2 separate regions of the Gossypium arboreum genome follow, and region 1 is linked to region 2. A link is a contact called in public Hi-C data. All regions are on one chromosome and are shown on one strand. Each heading gives the region's core, a stretch centred on a gene start, on an enhancer-like site or on the middle of the called end of the contact. The rest is flanking DNA. Distances are from core to core; before and after follow the strand shown. Region 1 holds the start of LOC108463293 (9-cis-epoxycarotenoid dioxygenase NCED2, chloroplastic-like). Region 2 has its middle 12 kb from the start of LOC128287642.

The links. A called contact is a pair of places that touch in the nucleus more often than the background predicts.
Region 1: a Hi-C map of leaf shows a contact between it and region 2, with 3 times the contacts expected there. The contact joins the promoter of LOC108463293 here to the enhancer-like site in region 2. A contact is called at or near these places in 2 of 5 Hi-C or Micro-C datasets (both in leaf).

Annotation. Positions count from the first base shown.
Region 1 is chr13:115,374,802-115,380,411 of ASM2569848v2, forward strand. LOC108463293 (9-cis-epoxycarotenoid dioxygenase NCED2, chloroplastic-like) reads left to right here and starts at 1,338. Exons shown (of 1, transcript XM_017763241.2): 1 at 1,338-3,539. The coding sequence starts at 1,470. The coding sequence ends at 3,239.
Region 2 is chr13:115,300,965-115,306,290 of ASM2569848v2, forward strand. No RefSeq gene overlaps it. Among protein-coding and RNA genes, the nearest start is that of LOC128287642, 12 kb to the right of the region's middle. Within about 2 kb of position 1,942, at least 1 of the 2 cell types and tissues checked has an H3K27ac peak or open chromatin away from gene starts, as enhancers often do. A contact at or near this core is called in leaf, where this site is marked.

The DNA of each region.
Region 1 (5,610 bases), core at 88-2,587, 73 kb after region 2:
AAAAATTTAAAATTTTAAAGTAAGTAATCAAATTACTTCTTTTTACTGAACGTACAAAACTAAAAAAAAAATATGAAAGCTTTAACGATTGACGAACAATTTATCTTTGTATGTGTATTGTTGAAACAAAGTTGATGAATAAATGAAATGATAAAAGGTGTCCCAGGTAGGTCTATCGATAAACTCAATTAATCTTATTTTGCATATGATAATAAAATAAAATATTGAATGTATTAAAAGTGTTTATACTTTAGTGACAATATAAATTATTTTATAATATATTAATTCAATATTTAATGAAAAAGTTACCAGATGTAATTATTTTTAGCAAGCGGCCACTAGCGGGTTGACACATGAAAAGGTTGGAGAAAATGTATTTTGTTATAAATTAAGATGATAGAGATGATGAAAAGTTAAATAATGAAAAGATTATCTTTCAGCAATTTAATCAACCGTGTGTTCACTTATTTAATTGTGTATTATAAAGTGAAAATACTATAATATTAAACCTTTTCAGTGGTTTTAGGGTCACCCATGCACTCAAAAACACATGCTTTTATAAATAAATATTTTGCTAGGATACGGTTGTTAGCTAAAGTTGAGTATTTTGGATATAAAATCTATATAATACTAACTTTAGTAAAAATAACACACCATATTTGACGAAAAGCCCACGATTGGAACTTGAATGCTTCCAATAATTGTTTACCACTCTCTTGTTCATGGTGGAAAGGAAAACAAGATAGCAACCTCAAAACCCACAGAAATAAAATTCACTCATAACAGCAGTATTTATTATGAATTTTGAAAACCTACACGTTTTAATTAATTACTTAAAATCTTCACATTTATCATTTTAACTAAAACTTGATTGATAATCCAATTATTTGTAAATTTTACATTACTTTCCTCGATTTAAAATGGAGGAGGATAAAACCACAATAATAACAATAATGCTGTCAAATAGCATACCTAATTATGACTGGATTAAGTAATTAATTTAAACAACTTTTGGGGTTTTGATTTTGGTAAAAGAAAATGATTATATTTAATTATAGGAAATTGAGACCAACTTTATGTAGGGGTGTGTCCCACAAACAGTAACTTCCCCTAGCACCGCACCCACTTAAAATTAATTTACAAAATCATAGGTGAAGTTAATAAAATTGTGTTCACCGGACATGAAAACAAATAAATTTGTATTGAGTTGGCCCTTTTATCTATGCTATAAAAATGCAACACGTGGTGTTCTCTTATGTATTTTAGGAGTTTGGAGTTGATGTCCACTTTGTTTTTCTATATAAACCTTCTTTCGAACTCCCATTATTGTCACCCTCCCCGTCCCCCTCCCCCTCCCCCTCCTACTCTTTTGACCCAATTCCCATACAAATACAAATACATACATAAATTAAAAAAAAAAAAAAGGTTGAATCTCACATTCTAATTTCTTACATTTTCAATCACCAACAATGGCTTCCTCTTCATCACAGGCAGTATCTACTACTAATTGTAAATTTCTTCCAGTTTCAACTTGTTTCTCTTCGTCTCTGAATTTGGGTTCTATGCCTTTGAAAAGGACTCGTAGAAAGCCAAACATTTCATGCTCTCTTCAAACGCCTTCCATTCTTCTTTTGCCTAATCAATCATCCACTGATTATACCACTAAAAACGCAGTGAAACCTCAACCCCAACACTGGAATCCTTTCCAAAGAGCTGCAGCTATGGCTTTAGATGTGGTGGAGAACGCTTTGGTTTCTCACGAGCGTCACCATCCTCTTCCCAAAACAGCTGACCCCGCTGTTCAAATATCTGGCAACTTTGCTCCAGTGCCAGACCAACCGGTCAAGCATAACCTCCCTGTTATTGGAACAATCCCAGACTGTTTACAAGGAGTCTACGTTCGAAACGGAGCCAACCCACTTCACGAACCTGTCGCCGGACATCATTTCTTCGACGGGGACGGTATGGTTCATGCGGTTCAGTTCCAAAATGGCTCTGCTAGTTATGCATGTAGGTTCACCGAAACCAACCGTCTGGTTCAAGAACGAGCTTTGGGGCGTCCAGTTTTCCCCAAGGCCATCGGTGAACTCCATGGTCACTCTGGTATAGCTAGGCTGTTGCTTTTCTATGCTCGTGGCCTATTTGGGCTTGTTGATCCAAGCCATGGCACTGGAGTTGCTAACGCTGGACTTGTTTGTTTTAATGGTCATCTCCTTGCTATGTCCGAAGATGATTTGCCTTACCATGTTCGTGTTACTCCATCTGGGGACTTGGAAACTGTTGGTAGATATGATTTTGATGGTCAGTTAAAATCAACAATGATTGCTCACCCCAAGGTTGATCCTGAAACCGGTGAATTCTTTGCTCTTAGCTATGATGTCATCCAAAAGCCATATCTTAAGTACTTCCGTTTTTCACCCGATGGTAAGAAATCACCTGATGTTGATATCCCAGTAGACGGTCCGACAATGATCCACGATTTCGCCATCACCGAGAACTTGGTGGTGATTCCTGACCAGCAAGTGGTGTTCAAATTGCCTGAAATGATTCACGGTGGTTCCCCAGTTGTATATGACAAGAACAAGATGTCAAGGTTTGGGATTTTGGACAAGAATGCCACTGATGCTTCTGGGATTACATGGGTTGAGGCACCTGATTGCTTTTGTTTCCATCTTTGGAATGCTTGGGAAGAGCCAGAAACTGATGAAGTTGTTGTGATTGGTTCCTGCATGACACCCCCGGATTCCATTTTCAATGAATGTGATGAGAGTCTCAAGAGTGTCTTGTCTGAAATCAGATTGAATTTGAGGACCGCCAAGTCGACACGCCGCCACATCATTCCGGATTCCGAACAAGTTAACTTGGAGGCAGGGATGGTGAACCGAAACTTGCTCGGAAGAAAAACCAGGTACGCATATTTAGCCCTTGCTGAGCCTTGGCCTAAAGTGTCAGGGTTTGCCAAAGTTGATCTCTCGACCGGAGAAATAAAAAAGTATATCTATGGAGACCAAAGGTATGGGGGTGAACCTTTATTCTTCCCTAGAAACCCCAATTTGGAGAACGAAGACGACGGTTACATTTTGGCCTTCGTTCATGACGAGAGGACCTGGAAATCAGAAGTGCAGATTGTGAACGCCATGAATTTAGAGGTAGAAGCCACAGTAAAGCTTCCATCTCGAGTTCCGTACGGTTTCCATGGAACATTCATAAGCTCCAAGGACTTGGAGAAGCAAGCCTAATTCAGTTTCAACAACCTTGTTATCATCAATTTTTCTAGATGGTTTAACAAGTTAGTAGGAGAGATTTACCAGAGGGATGTTTGCATATACTGTCCCCGGAATCTCTCACTCTGTTTCATAGCTTTTGATAACCCTGTTTTTTGGATTAGTCCCTTGGTTTATATTTTAATGTGACCGGCTTGTAGTTTTTCTGTGTATAGGAAGTATTGAAGCTCAGCTGATCCCTGTTTATTCTTTCACTTGTGTGCATTAATTACAAGGAAATATGCAGTGTATAATTTCTCTGTTTTGTTGTAAAAATACTTCAACTTTACACTACATATATGCATGTCAGTATATACTATTAAGTTACCGCTGCTATTTACCATTTTAATTCTCTTAAAATTTACAGTGCATAGATTATTTTTGCTCAGACAGCCGACAGGAAGTCAATGTTGTTAATTTTTAGATATCTGATGGTTGGTCTATTTTAAAAAAAGAACATTTGTGGAATTTAGAACAATGGGCAAATGAGAAAGCAGCACGGTTTAATGTTAAATCATTCAAGGATTGGTTCAAACGACAGAGTGGAGATTGGACCCCCTATTTTAAGTAATCAAATCTGTTACCTAATAACCCTTTTACTAGTTTTCAGGTTTTAACTGATCTACTGCAATACCTGAAGTTGATAGTGCCGGGGTCTCATAATCCCGTGTTTAACATTTATATCGAAAGATTCTTTAAATATATGAAAAAACTGAAATAGTCTCTCTTAAAGCAAGGTGACATAAGTGGCAGCATGCTGTTGGTAGTGTAAGGCTCATTTGCTACCCAATCACAGCTAAAAACATCATGGTGGGAGGAGCTAAAACACCTAAAGTATCGAACAATGACTCAGATATTTGAAATGGGGAACATAAAGGGTGATTTAACTCAACTTGTCGATGACTTTTATTAAAAGTAAGTCAACTTTGATAGCCCCCCCCCCCTCCCTCTTTCTTTTTTTCTTCTGAAGAACTTGAAAAAGTGAATGAAATTAGATTCCCATAGTGAAAATAGGGTTTCCTACAGAGTGCTTCAGATGTAAAAATCATAACTCAAAAGTCATAGATGGGGAAATGATGTTACAAAAAGAAATGGACTCTTTAAAATATTGGTCACACTAAGAAATATCAATGATATTTTATTGATGAACATTGTAGATGATGAGGTAAAACTGTTGCAACAATGTTTAGCACCTTGTCGCCATGCCATTTGCTGATGAAGTTTTGAACTTTTCTGGAAACTCTATCCTTTGCTGAGAGTATGCAATGTTTGAGGATCCAACTTGAGCATAAATCTCAATTATTGGGGGTGGGGGATCGCTTTAAGCTTATCTACACATATTATTCTTAGTGCTGCAATGCTTGGAGGGTCCATGTATCCAGTATGATGTTTTTACATTATGAAATTAGGTTGAAATAGTAACAGTAACTCGATCTTACGGTTGTTATTTTAAGATTTTGGTTCTCCTTTTCAGTATCGCCACTGAGAATAGAGCATTCATTATCGCCATGAACAGAAGCACAAAGTATACATTGGAGATAAGCAGCTTCATATGGGTTCTGTCCATTTTGCTTCTGGCATATAACAACCATAGCCATATTTTCTTGCCTTTATCCTGATGGAGCTGTCTATATAGCAATGGCCTGTCCGTAAAAGATAAATCGGTACTCTTCATCTTGAATTTCTCTTACATATACATGTCATATCATGAAATGCAAATAATTCAAACAAAAATAGTTGACAAGTAACGTTAGTAGAAAAAAAATATTTTATATAGATATTTGTAAATCAGGTGAAGCGCTTAGGATAAATATGTTAAGGTCCTATTTTAGTTTTACTGGTTGATGTGCTTTTATCTTTTAATAATAACATGTTTCTGTTTTCTTAGCAAAAAATGCAAGTGGTCTTAGGTGTATTTATGAGAAAAGTTGTGATGGTTCTTTAGTAAGAGAAAGCGTTTGATACAAGTAAAACGGAATGTGTTGAGAGGTAAAAAAAAAAAAAGATTAGAATAGATTTAAAGTTATTGAGAATTGTTGTACTCTTATTATGACTTTATGACTTGGCATTTCGAGAGAGCACTAGAAAGACACATGTGGATGGTTCTCCACCTCTTGTCTTCTAAATCATCACTAGCTCCTTAGACTCCCAGACGAGTCACCTCCTATGGGATTATTTGCTGATAGGGAGAACATCTGTTACATCAGATCACATGTTTCTATGGTCAAGTCACCCGCTTTTCATTGTAAGCACTCATCCAAGTGTGAATACTCTTTCCAAAGACTATTGGGGTTCACTTGAGTATAACAATCTTGTACTACCTCAAAGGGAATAACATGATGGGTTC
Region 2 (5,326 bases), core at 692-3,191:
ACCCGCCTCATGGCTATTCAAATAGATGGAATAATTAACCATAGTGACACACATTATGATCCAATTCACCCAGCATAGAAAAACTCATTTTTTGCATAATAAATTGAAGAAAATCCCAATCGATACGGTCATACGCTTTGCTAACATCTAACTTCAAAGCAATCTCACCCAACTTACCGTGACCTTTATTATTCATATAGTGGATAAGCTCAAAAGTGATCAAACGTTATTAATGATCGACGTCCTGGAACAAAAACATATTGCATGGGAGAAATGATGGAAGGCAGAATTTTCTTAAGACAGTTAGCAAGAACTTTTGCCACTATCTTGTAGAGAATGTTACAAAGCGCAACAGGCCTCAAATCTTTTAAGCTATCTAGTTTATCATTCTCGGGAATTAAAATACTCAAAGTTTCGTTAATAAAATCAAGAAAAGCTCCATTATTCAACCACGAACAATATTGACTGAAAACATCGGTACCCAAAATAGACCAACACCGTTGAAAGAATCCCGAATTCATACCATCAGGACCAAGTGCTTTATTGGGGTGCATACTCATAATTGCATCACGAAATTCCTCAATACAAAAGGGGCAACAAAAGACTCATTTTGACTATCAAAAATGCAAGCAGAGAAATCGGTAGTCGAAGAATGTGAGAAGAGATCAATAAAGAAAATATTGATATACACACATCCTATACTATCTTCTCTTTAACTCAATTTAAATTTAATTAAATTATTTAAAAAGATAAATAATTAGACTAATTCGCTACGTTTTCTTCCCTCTTCTAATCCTCTCGCTTCTATCTTCTCCTTTGAAATTCTTAAAATACTCCATTGAAATAATTAGACTAAAGTCTCCACTTGAAGATGATAGGATCAAAGGACCTGCTTAAAGAGAAAAAAATGTTGTTCCTTGATCACATGTAAATAATAACTGGTTCATGGAAAATACCATAGACTTAGAGTCCAGTTATTATTTTCCAATCTAATTATTTTTAGTCTCCTTTTTCAGTAAAAAATAAACTATTAATTTTTCTCCTTTTTGCTCTTTAAGCAGCTCTTTGATCCTATCGTCTTCAAATGGAGACTTGTGCCTAATTGTTTCAATGTAGAATTTTGAGAATATAAATTCCTGTTTAAGAATTTCAATAGAGAGAGCAAAAGTATGAGAGATTTTTGCATAAAATTTTTAAATTTCTTAAACTTATGAACATGTAAAATGATTGAGGGTGACCTTTTTTTATCAAAAACTTCTTTGTGTTAGATAAGAATTAAACTCTTTTATGTATCATTTATCTCGTACTAATTTAATTAGAGATAAAGAATATGATTTCTCTATAAAAGAATTCCAAAAGATTTAATTTCTTGATTTATCACTTTAATTTTTAGTATTCTTCGTGTCTATTTTATAAGTTATGTTCGAGTAAAATGATAAATTATGATTAATCTAAAATTTCTCCCCAACTTTTCATTAATAAACCAATAAACTTATTTGCATTTACTTTCACTATTTTTTTCTTTAAAAAATAATGCATCAATTGTAATCTTCTTCTAATATATATCACTTAAAAGGCATCCAATTAATATTTCTTATTAATTGTTTTTAATGTGTTAAGCATATATACTACTTATATAAATAATATAAAAAGTCAATTCCAGAAGCAGATAAACTTTTTGATTTTTTATTTTTGGAAAGTGAAACAGATATACTATTTTAAAGACACTAACTAATAGACCAAACTAGGATTTCTTTTTTCCCTTATAAAAACGGTATTATTAAATGTCATAATCAACTACCTTTGCATGCAAAAAAGAAAGCACAAATTTTAGTAACTGTGAGTCACCCTCACTTGACTAGGTAAACTATTCGGTTATACCAAGCCAAAAACACGGCGATTTACACGTGTCCAAAATCTGCCGTAAGATGTATGATTGGGCCCGACACCCATCAGGTGAAATATCTTGTCGGAAAATCTTTACGTGGCAATAGATTATGGGGGTTATAGTACCCTTCACGCCAACTTTTATAAATGTTGAGACACACACACGTTGGATTGATCCAAACATCTTCTAACTAAGGTTGTCTTTTTATTAATTTTGTTTGCATCAAAACGTGACAATCAAATCGGCATGCATGATTGGATGTTTGGGGTTAGCGAATAATAAATAATAACGACCAATCATCTTCCACGATATAACCTATCAAACAAAACATCATCACATAATTTGAGATAAAACAAAATTATGTGATAATAAAATTAGATTCAAAAGAAAAAACATTGAAAACATTATCTGTTCAAATAGTAATGCAGCTAGTTATTTCAGATAAATTTTAAATTAATTAATTTAGTTTAGTATGATGTCTAAATTATAGTAAAAGAAATTGATACAAGTAATTTTAAAGAGGGTATTCTTTTCCTATTTTAATATCTCATATAAGTTAGTCGATGAGTCATAAAGGGTTAAAAATAATTTTTTTAAAATATTTTTAAAATTTTAGAGCTAGAAATAAATTGATGATTTCATAAATGTTGATGAATAAATTTATTTACTTTTTTAAAATTAGAATTAAAATGACAAATTTTGTAAACGTTTAGGGTTAAATTAGTTGAAATTTTTTTATAGTTTGGGACCAAATTAGTAGAATGTGTAAACATTAGAGGGCTAATTTTGTTATTAGACCAGTACAAAAGCCCAAATCCGCTCAAAATGACTAAAATATTTAATTTAGAAAAATTTAGTGACTAAATCGAAAAATTTAATAATTGGGTGACTAAAATAGAACAAAAAAAATAATTGGCTGACCATTTTTATAATTCACCTATAAAAAATAATTTTTAGCATGTTCCACATCACTATTTAACAAAAAGAAAATTAATGAAAGAACTAATTTGCACGTCTTAAAATATAGAAAGGTTAATTTACCATATTTTTAGTAGATAGGTTGAAATATGATCCACTCCTAAATACAGGGGCTTCCTTAATACTTTTATCCATAATTTCCTTGTTTTATTTTAAATCAAAACTATAACCACTATAAAAGCTATCCCATTATATGGGATCGAATTAATTCAACATCGAAATGGTTTTATATTTAGTGAAATCAGTAATCTCTTTAAATATTTCAAGAGGGCATTATGGTAATGACCAAATTAGATATATATTTTTATTTTTATTTTAAAATTGTTGGGACCAAAATGATCTCATGTAAAAAATTATACGTGGTTTATTTAAAATATCATATTATTTTAGGGTCATTTCTTAATTTATTGCATGTATTTGTATAATTTATTATAATAAATTTATTAATTTACCGATGCATAGCGAGGATCTACTAACTTAAAAACACAGTGAAAACAACTTTGATGGCTGTACTTTTCTGATTTGATTTTGAATTATGATTAAACTCTTCGGATGAGAATTAAAAAAAGTGCGAAATTAGTGTCCTACATTTATTTTTTTATATTTTAAATTTAATTATTAATATCATTAAAATTTTTCTATTAAATGATTGAACTTACATTTTAACTCCGATAAATAAATAAAATTAAATTCCTAAAAATAAAAAATAGTGAGTTGGAAGATTTTTTTTTGGTAAATTACAAAAACAAGGCAAAACCCGAACAATAAACGTGACTAGCATAACTCAAAACTAGATCAAATTTGAAGCAGTGAACACTCTTAATTATCAAGTCATCATATGAGGTCCCGGGTTGAAAGATATTTTAATTTATAAAAAACCAAGTAATTTATGTTGGTAAGAAAAGAGATAAATGTAATTTGAAATTATCATAGATTTCAATTTGGGTTGTAGGAGACCAAGGAGGCATCCAATTTATAGAGAATAAAAGAATAGTATAGTAAGAATATAAAGTTGTAAGCACTTAAAAATAGATTATGATTATAGAGTTTGAATACATTATCCTACATGATTAGGTATAAAACAAAATTGAAAGTGGGAATAGGAAGGATAGATTGGGTGATTGCGTCTAAAATGAAGAAAAATGTAAAGACATGAGATGTGGTCATTGATTACGTAGGTTTCAAGTTATTAAAACTTGTACCATCTTTATCTTCTAATCCAATTAACGTACACAAAGGCATTAACGAATTAGTTAGTTAATTAATTAATATAACAAAACGAGTTGATTATTCGAAACCCAAAAGTTTGTAAGTCTGCAAAGTTGATGTATCAAAGATGAGGTCCATTAATTTAGAAAGTTGATGTGAAATAACAAAACTTATACTATTTATTTCATTGTATAAATGTAAATGGTCATTAATGTTAGGTATTGATTTCATTCTTTTTGTATTTAATCCATCTCAATGGATTATTAATAACAAAGCTATATAAGGGGAGATAGAGTTTGTGGGAATTGCTGGATTGTACGGACCTAATCTTCCCTCCACACCTTCTCCAAGTAGGTACACCATTTCTATACTATTAATAAGTACATGATATGATTAATCTAAACATTTTAAAAAAATGATGCATGTATTTTATATAATATCTACATAAAACATTTTAAAATTAAAATAAATCTAAAAAATTCCATGCATCTTAAAATTTGAGCCTAACACATATTAGTCTCTAAGCTCTTAATTTTACCATTTCAACAAGAAACTTTATTGGTTTTTACATAATCTTCATCCACGCTATGTGTATGCCATAAACTAGTATAATAATTAATTCTTTAATTTTAAAGTGGAAACTAATAATTACTTAACAATGTCCTTTATTTCTTTAACTTTTAATCAATAAGTTATCGTTACTATTCTAAATTGGTCCTTAAAATTTAAAATATTTTAATTGAATTCTCAAGATATTAATAATATACCAACCAGTAAACGAAGAGATGATAGAAGAACGAAGCACAAAGATTTGCTAATGTAGTTCAGACTTAGGCTCAATTTAGCATTACTTAGAAATATTTTTAGGCCAAAAAGCACTTTTTAGCAAAAGTTAAAATTTTCTATTTCTCCTTTTGACAAAAAAAAAAAGTGTTTTTGCAAAGCATTTTTTTGTTCTAAAAGCATTTTTGAAAAGCACAAAAGCATATTGTTTAGTAATGCTTTTATCTCAAAAATGCATTTTGTCCCAAAAGTGCTCCTGAGAAGCAATGTTAAATTGGACTTTAATCTATGTCTACATGGCCCTACTGTAACATCCCAAACTTGTCTCCATCGTCAGATTAGGGTTATAAGATATTATGACAGTTTTACAAATCCCATAGCATCATAAAAAAATTAATATAATTATTTAAATTATCAAAAATTCATAGCTAACATACGAAAATAGGTCTTAAATTGAGGCTACGAAAC